Regions from separate parts of the Macaca mulatta genome. Here region 1 is linked to region 2. A link is a contact called in public Hi-C data. All regions are on one chromosome and are shown on one strand. The core of a region is the stretch at or near the end of the contact, and the rest is flanking DNA. Distances in the headings are between cores, read along the strand shown.

The links. A called contact is a pair of places that touch in the nucleus more often than the background predicts.
Region 1: a Hi-C map of liver shows a contact between it and region 2, with 1.7 times the contacts expected there. The contact joins the promoter of NFKBIB here to the promoter of HNRNPL in region 2. A contact is called at or near these places in 3 of 14 Hi-C or Micro-C datasets (cortical neurons, fetal cortex germinal zone and liver).

The regions. Positions count from the first base shown.
Region 1 is chr19:49,993,820-50,000,496 of T2T-MMU8v2.0, forward strand. It overlaps NFKBIB (NFKB inhibitor beta), which reads left to right and starts at 1,872. Exons shown (of 6, transcript NM_001258157.1): 1 at 1,872-2,099. The coding sequence starts at 1,921. It overlaps SIRT2 (sirtuin 2), which reads right to left and starts at 1,548. Exons shown (of 13, transcript XM_077982711.1): 1 at 1,394-1,548.
Region 2 is chr19:49,939,947-49,946,184 of T2T-MMU8v2.0, forward strand. It overlaps HNRNPL (heterogeneous nuclear ribonucleoprotein L), which reads right to left and starts at 1,889. Exons shown (of 13, transcript NM_001266000.1): 1 at 1,619-1,889. The coding sequence starts at 1,885. LOC144337484 (a long non-coding RNA gene) reads left to right here and starts at 4,435. Exons shown (of 2, transcript XR_013410669.1): 1 at 4,435-4,562.

The DNA.
Region 1 (6,677 bases), core at 622-3,121, 54 kb after region 2:
AGGACAAATTTGGTTCAGAAGGGATGGCAGGCAGTGGCGAGGAAGGAGGAAAGTTTGGGAGGGCAGGCCTGGACTTGAGGCTGGAAACGCTTCTCTGACAATCCCCAGAATCCGCCTTTCCCCAGAAAGCTGCACTGGGTGGTGTGAGGGATTGGGGCAATGAGCCGAGGGCCGTGGGGTGACTGTCTCCCCTTTGCCACCTCCCCCCCTGCGGGCTGTGGAACAAGTCCATCTCTCTCCTCCCCTCCACCCTTTCGCCCATCTCACCTGAGCCTCCTGCACCTTCCCTGCCTGGGTCTCCAGAGGGTGAGAGGCTGAGGGAGGGGAGCAGAGGTGGTTACAGTGGGGAGAATGATTAAGTGGGGAATAAAGGGATTCAAATGGTCAGTGAGGGGCCAGAACACCCACCAACCGAGTTACACTGGGATGGGATGGTGGTAAAAATGGAGCACGGGGAGGGAGGGGGCGGAGAAAAAATCTTATCAGCATGCAAAGTGATGCCAGGAGAGGTGATTAGTGAGGGGCAGAGAGGCTGGAGAGGAAGATTTAGAAGGAGAGGGAGAAAGTAGGGGCTTTTGCCCAGGCTGATCTTGAACTCCTGGGCTCAAGCGATCCAACCACCTTGGCCTCTCAAAGTACTGGGGTTACAAGCATGAGCCATTGTGTCTGGCCCTGACTTACTTTCTTTCTTTTTTACTTTTTAGAGAAAGGGTCTCGCTCATGTCACCCAGGCTGGAGTGCAATGGTGCGATCATAGCTCACTGCAGCCTCAAACTCCTGGGCTCAAGCGATCCTCCTCCTCCTACCTAAGGGATTCAGGGCATGAAGGAACACTCAGGAGGAGTTAGGAAGGACACGACAGTGTGTCAGTGTGTGTGCGGGAAGGGTTAGATTTACAAGGCAGAGGGAAGTTTAGAAAGGAAGAGAGAAGGGAAGGGACGCTTTGGCTGGGAGGCAGGTTTAGGAGGGAGGTGCAGTGGTGCAGTGGAGGCGGTAGGTTTAGGAGAGGCGCGGAACAAGGGGAAGCCATAGAAGGGGACAGCAGGGGTCCCTCAGCATCCTCTGGTTGCCTCTAACAATCAGGTACCCTTAGCAGCCGGGACCGGGGCAACTTATGTTCTTTGCAGCGAGGGTCCTTAGCAACCAAGGTGTGAGAAACACGCGATCATTGGCAACTTGGCAAGTGGATGTGGTAAACGAACCCTGAACACCCTGCGACCCAGAAACCCACCAGCCTGGCGATATAGATCGCTTAGCAACAACCCTCAGAACCCCACTCCCCGAGGCGCTCCCTACTTCCCGCCCCACTGCGGCCGCCCTTGGGCCCCGGGGCCTGCAGCCTTCAATCAGGCCCCGGCGCGGCCCGACCCTCCCACCCGGATTCCCGACTCACGGTCCGGCTCTGCCATGGGCGCGGTGCTGAAGCCCTCGAGGCTGTCACCGACCGCTCTGTCCCGTCACCGACCACTGTGTCCCGTCACCGACGGCTCTGTCCTGTCACCGACTGCTCTGTCCCGTGACGGCACCAGAAATGGGAGTGGCCGGGATAGGGCACTGAACTACAACTCCCAGCAGACATTGCGGCCGCAGACGCGCTTTCCTACGACACCCGGAGCGCCCCAGTTAGGTAAGAAAGCGCGCGAGGACCGGACTACGAGTCCCAGAAGTCATGGCGTCAGCAGCCATGTTGGTAAAGGGCGCCCGGAAAATGTGGGAACGGCTAGAGAGTCGTAGTCCTCTCGAATACTCTGATTGGTCAGCATGCGGCACGGGGGCGGGGTGTGAGCGATTCAGCATATTATCATTGGATGAATCAGGGGGCGTGGTGGGGAATTTCCCGCAGGGCGGAAGCGCCAGAACTCCCGGCAAAGCCCAGCTACAGGCGGGCCACTGCGAGGGGCCCCTGAGGTGGCGGGGGCCATGGCTGGGGTCGCGTGCTTGGGAAAAGCTGCCGACGCAGATGAATGGTGCGACAGCGGCCTCGGCTCCCTGGGTCCGGACGCAGCGGCCCCCGGAGGACCGGGATTGGGCGCGGAGCTGGGCCCGGGGCTGTCGTGGGCTCCCCTCGTCTTCGGCTACGTCACTGAGGATGGGGACACGTGAGTGAACTTTAGGCTGCCAAACGGAGCCTTAGGACCCGGCATCTGATTCCCCATTAGTGTCTGATCCCTGAGGCTTCCTAACCTCACACTCCTAAATCTGACTTCCGATGCTGAACTTCCTGACCTCTAACCCCCGAGTCCTAACTTTTAACAAAACCAATCTTCTTTCCAGCTATGATCCTCACCCAATCATTTCTGACCTTTTCCTGAACTATGATTCTCAGCTCCTGGAATCCACGTTGTATCCACTGATACCCAAACCTGACTCCAGTCCTGAGACTTTTGTTAGAACTGTGGCTTCTCCTGACTTCTAACCTCCAAATATGATCTTTGATTCTTAGTTCCTGATTTGAGCCTTAAAGTTTGATTTCCAAAATTAATGCTTGGTCCCTTACTCTAAGATCCTGTCATCTGAGCAGTGTTCTTCAAATCTTAAATTCAAAGAGAGAGAATGTAAGCTCTTCTATGTTGAATTCCTAATTAAAGTAAAAAAAAAAAAAAAAGGAAAATAGAAAAAAAGAATGTAAGCTCCACGAGACCAAGGATCCATCTGTTAAACAAATATTCTTTACACAGTACAACATTCCAGGCTCCGTTTTAGGTGCTAGTGATAAAGGCAGTGGAGAAAACAGACAAAAACTTAAGCGCTTGTGGAGCATACATTTTAGTGGAACTAAATAAACAGATAAGACCGCAAGGAAGGAAAGAAACAGAAAGACAGGAAGAAACAAAGAAAGACACGCAGAAAGAAAGAAACATAGAAAGTAAGAGAAGGAAATAAAGTCAGAGGTAGTAAGTACTTTGGAGAAAAATAAAGCAGGAAAATGAGGCAATAGATAAACAGGATAAGAGCATTTCAGGGAGAAGGAACTGCAGTTGCAAAGCCCAGATGAGGGACTGTACTGGGTTTTTTGTCTGTTGTGTTTTCTGCTGTATGCCCAGTGATGCAAGCAGTGCCTGACCCAGGAGGCACTGAAGAAATATTTATCTTTTCAAAGAACCAGCTTTATAATCTTGTTAATTTTCATTACATTTCATTACTTAATTTTGGTTTCTTTTTTTTTTTTTTTTTTTTTTACTTTTTATATAATTAGTCTCTGTCCTGGCTTTTTTTTTGAGACAGAGTCTCGCTCTGTCGCCCAGGCTGGAGTGCAGTGGCCGGATCTCAGCTCACTGCAAGCTCCGCCTGCCGGGTTTAAGCCATTCTCCTGCCTCAGCCTCCCGAGTAGCTGGGACTACAGGTGCCCGCCACCTCGCCTGGCTAGTTTTTTTTTTTTTTAGTAGAGACAGGGTTTCACTGTGTTAGCCAGGATGGTTTCGATCTCCTGACCTCGTGATCCGCCATCTCGGCCTCCCAAAGTGCTGGGATTACAGGCTTGAGCCACCGCGCCCGGCCGGTTTTTTTGTTTTGTTTTGTTTTGTTTTTTGAAATGGAGTTTCACTCTGTCGCCCAGGCTGGAGTGCAGTGGCACCATGTTGACTCACTGCAACCTCCATCTCCTGGGTTCAAGCAATTCTCCTGCCTCAACCTCCCCAGTAGCTGGGATTACAGGTGCCCACCACCATGCCTGGCTAATTTTTGTGTTTTTAGTAGAGATGGGGTTTCACCATGTTGGCCAGGCTGGTCTCAAACTCCTGACCCCGTGATCTGCCTGCCTCAGCCTCCCAAAGTGCTGGGATTGCAGGCATGAGCCACCATGCCAGGCTGTTCTGACTTTTATTATGTTCATTCTTCTGCTTACTTTGGCTTTAATTTGTTCTTCTTTTTGTAGTTTCTTAAGGTGAAAGTTGAGATCATTGATTTGAGACCTTTCTTTTTTCCTCTTTTCCAGTATAGGTATTGAGTGCTATAAATTTGCTCCTGACTATTGTTTAGCAATATTGTTTTAGCAATATCTCTCAAATTCTGGTATGTTGTGTTTTTATTTTCATTTAATTCAGTATGCTTTATTATTTTTTTGAGTTGGAGTCCACTCTGTTCCCCAGGCTGGAGTGCAGTGGCACAGTTTCCGTTCACTGCAACCTTGTCCTCCTGGGTTCAAGTGATTCTCTTGCCTCAGCCTCCCGAGTAGTTGGGATTACAGGGGGGTGCCACCACCCCCGGATAAGTTTTGTAATTTTTTTGGTAGAGACAGGGTTTCACCATGTTGGCCAGGCTGGTCTCAAACTCCTTACCTCAAATGATCTGCCCACCTTGGCCTCCCAAAGTGCTGGGATTACAGGCATGAGCCACCACACCCGGCCTAATTCAGTATTTTTTTTCTTTTTCTTTTTTTTTTGAGACTGGAGTCTTGCTCTGTCACCAAAGCTGTAGTACAGTGGAATGATCTCAGCTTGCTGCAACCTCTGCCTCCCAGGTTCAAGCAATTCTCATGTTTCAGCCTTCCGCGTAGCAGGGATTACAGGCATGCACCACCACATCCGGCTAATTTTTGTGCTTTTAGCAGAGATGGGATTTCACCATGTTGGCCAGGCTGGTCTGGAACTCCTGACTTAAAGTGATCCACCCACCTCGGCCTCCCAACGTGGTGGGATTACAGGTGTGAGCCACCACACCCGGCCTAAAAATATTTGTATTTCTGTCTGTCTGTCTATCTATCTATCATCTGTCTCTCTCTCTCTCTCTCTCTCTATCTCTATCTATCTCTGTCTATCTCTGTCTATCTATCTACCTACCTACCTGCCTGCCTGCCTGCCTGCCTGCCTATTGACAGGGTCTTACCTAGGCTGGATACAGTGTCTCAATCATGGCTTACTGCAGTCTTGAACTCCTACCAAGCCATCCCCCTACCCCAGCCTCCCAAGTAGCTAGGACTACAGGTTTGCTCCACCATGTCTGGGTAATTTATTTATATCTAAAGGGTGTTTCTTGTAGACCATGTATAATTGGGTTTTGCTTTCTTTTTAATAGAGACAGGATCTTGCTATGTTGCCCAGGCTTATCTTGAATGCCTGGGCTCAAGCAATCCACCTGCCTCAGCCTCCTAAAGTGCTAGGATTATAGGCATGAGCCACCACCCCTGGCCTTTGCTTTTTTATTCAATCTAACAATCTCTACCCTTTTTTTTTTTTTGAGGCAAGGTCTTGCTCTGTCACCCAGGCTGGAGTGCAGTGGCATGATCATGGCCTACTGTAGCCATGACCTCCTGGCTCAAGTGATCCTTGCACCTCAGCCTCCTGAGTAGCTAGGACCACAGGCACATGCCACCATGCCTGGCAAACTTTTAAATTTTTTTGTAGAGACAGGGTCCCCCTGTGTTCTCAAACTCTTTTTTTTTTTTTTTTTTTTTTGAGACACGGTCTCATTCTGTCACCCAGGCTAGAGTGTAGTGGCACTGTCTCTGCTCGCTGAAACCTCTGCCTCCGGGGTTCAAGCAGTTCTACTGCCTCAGCCTCCTAAATTTGGGATTACAGGCGTGTGCCACCACACCTGGCTAATTTTTGTATTTTTAGTAGCAACAGCAGTTTCACCATGTTGGCCAGGCTGGTCTCGAACTTCTGACCTCAGGTGATCCACCCGCTGTGGCCTCTCAGAGTGCTGGGATTACAGGTGTGAGCCGCTGTGTGCAGCCGTGGTCTTAAACTCTTGAGCTCAAGCAATCTTCCCACCTTGGTCTCCCAAAGCGCTGGATACAAGGATGAACCACTGTGCCCAGCCAGTCTCTGCCTTTTAATTAGTGTTTAGACCATTTACATTTAATTTGATATTGATATGATTGTGTAAATTTATCCCATTTCTATTATATATATTCTATTTATCTATGTTTTCTTTTTCCTCCTTTTTGCCTTTTATTGGGTATAGTTTTTGTTACTTTTTTTCAATCCTGCTCCTTCTGAATAGTGTTTTTCATTTTTTTTTTTGTTTGCTTATTGGATATTCCTCTTTTTGTTATGTTAGTGGTTGCTTTAAGGTGGGGGTTGGCAAACTATGGCCTCCAGGCAAAATCTAGCCAGCCATCTGCTTTTGTATGGTTATGAGCTAAGAATGGTCTTTACATTTTTAAACAGTTTCTAAAAATCAAAAGAAGGATAATGTTATATGGCAAGTGAAAATATATAAAATTCATATTTCAAGCTCCATAAATAAAGTTCTTTTGGAATGCAAGCAAGCTCATTCATTTACATACTGACACAGCAGAGTCGAGTAGTCAAAATAAACCATATGACTGCTGGGCTTAGTGGCTGACGCCTGTAATCCCAGCACATTGGGAGGCCGAGGCGGGCAGATCACGAGGTCAGGAGATCGAGACCATCCTGGCTAACACGGTGAAACCCTGTCTCTACTAAAAATGCAAACAATTAGCCGGGCATGGTGGCAGGCGCCTGTAGTCCCAGCTAATTGGGAAGCAGGAGAATCGCTTGAACCCAGGAGGCGGAGGTTACAGTGAGCCAAGATCACGCCACTGCACTTCAGCCTGGGCAGCAGAGCGAGACTCCATCTCAAAAAAACAAAACAAAAACAGAAACAAACAAACAAACAAAAAACAGAAAGAGAAACTATTGACTTATAGACTAAAATAGTTATCTGGCTCCTTACAGAAAAAATTTGCTGATTCCTGCTGTAGGGTTGATAGT
Region 2 (6,238 bases), core at 639-3,138:
GACAAGAAAGGTCTCTTATTTATTTTTTGAGATGGAGTCTCACTCTGTCACCCAGGATGGAGTGCTATGGCGAGATCTTGGTCTACTGCAACCTCCACCTCCCAGGTTCAAGCGATTCTCCTGCCTCAGCCTCCCAAGTAGCTGGAATTACAGGCCCCTGCCACCACACTCGGCTAATTTTTTTGAATTTTTAGTAGAGATGGTCTCTACTAAAACAGCCATGTTGGCCAGGCTGTTCTTGAATTCCTGACCTCAGGTGATCTGCCTGCCTCAGCCTCCCAAGTGATGGGATTACAGGCATGAGCCCCCACACCCAGACGGAAGGTCTTTTAGAAAGACCAGAAACTCCAATCCATACCATTAAGAACCAAGACTGCTCCTTCCTAGAAGTATCTTACACTCATCCACAGACCAAAGCCTCTGGTCATCAGGAGGAAAATTAACTCTCTTTCACCTCTCCTGGGCTCTGGGACCAGCCCCCTGTCTGAGAATCACTGGGCAGAAGAGCGTGGAATGGAGGTAGAATTGGATTCTATTTCAGGAATGAACCACCCGAACCACAGGGGGAGGCACTCCCGCCAGGTTAGCAGCTCCCACAAATGGGAGTTCTAACTCCAGCCCTGCCCCTCACTAGTTGTGCCACCTACAGTAATTCACCTCATCTCTCTCTTGGCCAATTTCCTCCTCTGTAAATCGGGAATCCCAGTACCTCTCCCAACCTCACGGAGGAGCGTTAAGGACTTTAAGATGTCTTTAAAACGTGTGGGACAAGGCCTGACGAAGATTAAAACGCTAGCAACTCATAACCCCTAAATCCCAGAAAACCCTGCAAATGGGCTGCACTGGAAGACTTCAAGATCTTGGAAGGAGTGGGGACTGGGCCCCACTCCAAAAGCAACGACTAGTGTTTTCGGAGGGAGTGATTACAAGGGATCGAAATTCCAGCACGGCCAGGGAACAGTTTCGTTTATCAAATCCTCGGTACCCAATGAATCCCCGGAACTTGTGATAGTTTCAAAGCTTCGCTCAACTCCTAAAAGGCTGAAAGTTCATTTAACAAATCCTCTTCCCATTTTCAATGTCTACAAAAATAACGGAGATACTCTGTTCTAATATTTAAACTAAACACATCCATTGCTGTATAGAAACAAGGCTGGGCCTCAGAGATTAAGCTGCCATCGGACGTAATTCCCCACTCCAGAGGACAAGGCCGCCGCCCACCCGTTCCCGCTCACGAGGCGCTCCCCCAACCGCCCACGAGGCCGGGCGGGAGAACTGCGCCTGCGCATGGGGCCAGCGAAGAAAAGGGGAAAAAAACCGGCCGGGCCTCGTGCCCGGCCCCCACACGCCAGCCCGCGGCGCCTGCGCCCTGGGCCGCTCGCCTCACGAGCTACTTCCTCCGCGCCCCCCCGCCCCAGCTCCGGACCGCGCGCACGCGCAGGCGCCTGTCCTCGCGCAAACCCCGCCGTTTGCCCAACGGCCGCCCCTCCCCCACACCGTCAACGGCGCGATGGCCTGAGCGCGTGCGCAGAAGCCCCCTAAAAAAATAAAATGCCCTCAAGGTGGGAAATTGTCCCGCACTTTCCGGCCTTCCCGGCTCCTAGGGCCCTGGCCTCACCCCGCCGCCGCCGCCGCCCGCCGCCCCGGCTCCTCCACCGCCACCGCCGCCGCCTCCGTGCTGGTCGCCGGCGTTGTCAGTCTTGAGCCGCTTAGGGGCCCGGCCGCCCTCACTGCCGCCGCCGTAGTAGCGGCCACCGCCGCCTCCGCCGCCCGCCGCCGCCATCTTCACCATCGCTCCCGACCGCCTCCGCTGCTCGTCCGGCTGCTGCCTCTGCTCCAGCCGCCGACGCCGCTTCTCCGCCCGGGGCAGCAGCCTCCGCGACATGGCGGCGCAGAACCCGCCTCCCCCCGCCTCTCATTGGGGGAGGGACACGCCCGTCACCCGCCGCCCCCACCCGATAGGGGGAGCCACTGGTCCCGCCGCGGGGGAAGGGTAGGCCTCCACACGCCTTGCGCGCTTATTGGACATTGCCCACGCCGTTCTGCAGGAGGGCCCGCCCTTGTTTGTCTGAGACACTCTTTATAGGTGATCGCTTTCTGCCAATCATTCCGTCGACCCCGCCGCCTTAAAATAAAATCCAATTTCATAGGTCGGATTTCTGGCGCGGGTGGCCTCCCTAAAAGCACCTGATAGGAGCGGCGCTCTAAACCTCCCAAGAATCCCCGCCTCCCTCCCACTTTCATTGGTCTCTTCGCTAATCCGTCAGTACCCAGTCACAAAGACTACCTTCCCGCGCCACTTCGCAAGGAGACAAGGAAGCCCCGCCCTTTTTTGGTCTCTCTCCAGTGGTTACTACAGATGCCCATTCTTCTGCGTCTCCATTGATTGGTCAATGGAGAGTGGAGCGCACCCTCTCACTAGATGGTAGGACTACTGATACGCTCTGATTGGATAAAATGGGGAGCCCCACCCCAGGGTAGGCGCTCTTTGGTGCGGTCTACGAAACCAGCGAAGGCGAGAAGGCATGCGCAAATATGCTTTCAGGCACCGCCCAGAGGCGGGGCCACCCCTCTAGAGAGTGACGGCCTGGAATACTCGGAGTATTTACCGAGCGGCCACTGTGTGTGCGCCGGAAGGCTAGACCAAGATTGACAGGAACTCCCAGGGTATCTCTGTCGCCATCACTATACCCTGTTCCTCTCTACCTCTAGGAAGAATTCTTAAAATCCCAAATCTGAGCCTTTTCCTCAGTATAAAACCACTCGCTGCTGCCGACTGTCTTCGGACCCTATCCAGTTCTAAATTCAGCCGCAACGCCTTTCGGTTTCCCTTGGGAGAAGGCTCTTCCGAGCACTCTCGATCTGTGCCCGTGCAGTCCCTTCCACCTGGGATAGTCCCTCCACTACCCCTCCTGCAGGAGCTAAGGGCCAAGTCATCTAGTCTGTGCGATCTAAATTCACAGGCCCCTGCCATCCCAGACCCCCAGCCGTAACTCGGGCCAGTGATTTTTACCTGACAGCTCGACCCCTATGAGCACCACAGGAGGCCCTGGCCCCGACCTTGGAGAGGGTGGCCACCTACCAAGCGCCCAGTGCAAGCCCCCTGCACAGGGGAGGCGTTCTTGTGATCTGTGCTTGCGTCAGACCTTTCTTCCTCAAGGGCGGGGTAAGACCACCCGCACTGCCCCGAGAGAATGTCGGAGGGTATCTCGACTCCAACTAAACACAACTGGCGAAGCCTGGGGGTGGGGGAGACAAGCGCCCCAGTTATCACGCGCAAGCGGAGGGGTCAAACGGGGATTAACCCGGGATCCTGTCCTACGGAACATAACATTATGGGGCTGCCCGCGCCGGGTTGGCGGGGGGAACACCTTATCGAAGCTATTGGCAAGTGACGATGTCGCCAAAGGGGGAAAAGAATAGCGAAGCTAGCGTCGTGAGAAATGCGGGGGGCGCCTCAAAAGTGCTCCAGGACCTTTCCGCCTGGCTGATGGGGGCTTTCGAGTTGAGGTCCGGGTGGAAACTAAGTTTGAAATGGAGGCCGTGTGTGGTGGCTCACACCTGTAATCCCAGCACTTGGGGAGGCCAAGGCGGGAGGCTCGCTTGAGCCCCGGGGTTCGAGGTTGCAGTGAGCCGTGATGGCGCTCCTGCACTCCAGCCTGGGCGACGGAGCGAAACCCAATCTCAGAAAAAATGGGGTCTATGGCAATACAAGAGGGGGACAGGCGTGGTGGCTCTGCTGGCGAGGGAAAATAAAGATGGGGGAGGGGGCCCTGCTGGGGACCTCGGTCAGCTCTCCCGGACGCCGGGAAGATCCGAACACGCTGACTGAACAGAGACGGAGGCGGGGCAGCGTCTGAAGCACGTGACCCGCGTGACGGGAGAAGGCGGGGCCGGTCGCGACGAAGGGCGGGGTCGCTCGGTCCCAACGTCAGAGGAATGCGGTGGGGGGAGGGGGAGAGAGGGGGCCCCTCCCCTCCCCGCCCCCGCGCCCGGCCCGGACGCCCCTCGCGCCGGCGCGCACGGCCGGAGCGCGGCGGTACGGTGTCCCCTGCGCCGCACGTTCCAGGCCGCCCGGCCGGCCTGGTGACCCGCAACCCCAGCGCTCCCGGCCGCCGCCCCGCCCCCACCCCGCTGCTCGGACCCCGGCCCCTGGTCGCGCGCGGCGCCGCCCGCCAGTGCCCCGGTCACCCTCCCGCACCCCTCGCCCCCAGCCCCTACCAGCTCGGCGGCGAGCCTGACCGGCCGTCCCGGATCGAAAAGAGCAGACACTGGGAAGTTTTGGGAGAGGGAGGGGCGGGCCTTAAAGGGACCACGACCTTTTTTCAGCCCCGTGGGAGGAAGAAAAATTGGGGGCAGGGGGCGCGGGAGCGGGGACACGGTAGGAGACCGAGGGTCGCCCCGCGGGGGAATGGAGGAAATCAGGCAAGAAAGGAGCGGGAAGACCTTGGAGCCGCGGCGTTCGGGCTCCGCGTCCCTTTTCCCCAAAAATCCACCCCCGCCCCCCGCAGACGGAAAGTCACGCAGTTGTTTGAGACTCGCGCATCTTTCCTCCTGGTCAGGCAAGTGTTGTTTTGGCTGAGGCAAGTGTTTGGGGTGTACATTGCTCACATAAGGAAATGGGCTGAAGGGGCGCAAGTGACTAACCCAGGATGCCACAGCTTGCAAGTGGCATGGCGGGGCTGGTCTGACGCCGGAGCAGACGCATCACCACTGCACTGCAAGGCCTATTAGGGTGATGGGGTAGGCTGTAGAGTTGGGGGGTTCAGAGCAGGGGACTGGAGCCACCCTACCGGGGTTCCAACGTGGAAGCTGCATTTACTGTCTGTGGCCTTAGGAAAGTAACTTAGCCTTCCTCATCCGTTGGGATGGCGGTAGCAGCTTTGTCTGGATGGTCATGAGGAATGCAGAGAATGGAAACGGGACCTTAGAGGCCTACCCGCATTTCACAGTTGAAGTAAAAATGACCCAGAGGGTGGAAGAACCACGGAAAATTACCACAGCTGGGCAGCCTCTGAAAGAGCAAGTCGCTCCCGTTCTTAATCCACACAAAGCTTAATCTGACCCTTGCAGATCCCTGTAAACCCATGCCAGCCGGGCACGGTGGCTTCCCCTGTAATCCCAGCACTTGGGAGGCCGAGGTGGGCAGATGGCTTGAGGCCAGGAGCTCGTGACCAGCTTGGGCAACATGGCGAAACCTTCTCGCTACATAAAATACAAAAAATTAGCTGGGTATGGTGGCGTGCAACTGTATTCCCAGCTACTGAGGAGGCTGAGGCGGAAGGATCACTTGAGCCTAAGAGGTGGAGGCTGGCAAAGCGAGACCCTGTCTCAGAAACAAACGACACCAAAAAAAAAAAAAAAAAAAAAAAAAAAAAAAAAAGACTGGGCACCGTGGCTCACGCCTGTAATCGTAGCACTTTGGGAGGCCGAGGCAGGAGAATCACTTGAGGTCAGGGGTTTGAGACCAGCCTGGCCAACATGGCGAAACCCGGTCTCTACTTAAAATACAAAAATGAGGCTGGTGTGGTGGCAGCCGCCTGTAATCCCAGCTACTCAGAATGCCGAGGCAGGAGAATTGCTTGAACCCCTGAGGTGGAGGTTGCAGTGAGCCGAGATTGTGTGTGCCACTGCACTCCAGCCTGGGCAACAGAGTGAGACTCTGTCTCAAAAAAAGCCGGGTGCGGTGGCTCACGCCTGTAATCCCAACACTTTGGGAGGCCGAGGCGAGCCAATCACCAGGTCAGGAGATTGAGACCATCCTGGATAAAACGGTGAAACCCTCTCTCTACTAAAAAAAAATACATAAAATTAGCCGGGCGTGTTGGCGGGTGCCTGTAGTCCCAGCTACTCGGGAGGCTGAGGCAGGAGAATAGCGTGAACCCGGGAGGCGGAGTTTGCAGTGAACCGAGATCATGCCACTGCACTCCAGCCTGGGCGACCGAGCCTGGGCGACGGAGCAAGATTCCGCCTTAAATAAATAAATAAATAAATAAATATAATGCTGCTGTGAACATTCCTAGTGATATCTTCTTGTGTCCATGTGTGAGAGTTCTCAGGGCATGTAGGTAGGAGTGGGATTGCTGGGTCACCTAACATTTTAACATTATTGGATAGTAACAAATTGTTTTCCGATGTATCTATACCATATATTCCCACCAGCAGTATATGAGAAGGTCTCATTCTTTTTTTTTTTTTTTTTCTTTTGAGACAAGAGTCTCAGTTTGTCCCCCAAGCT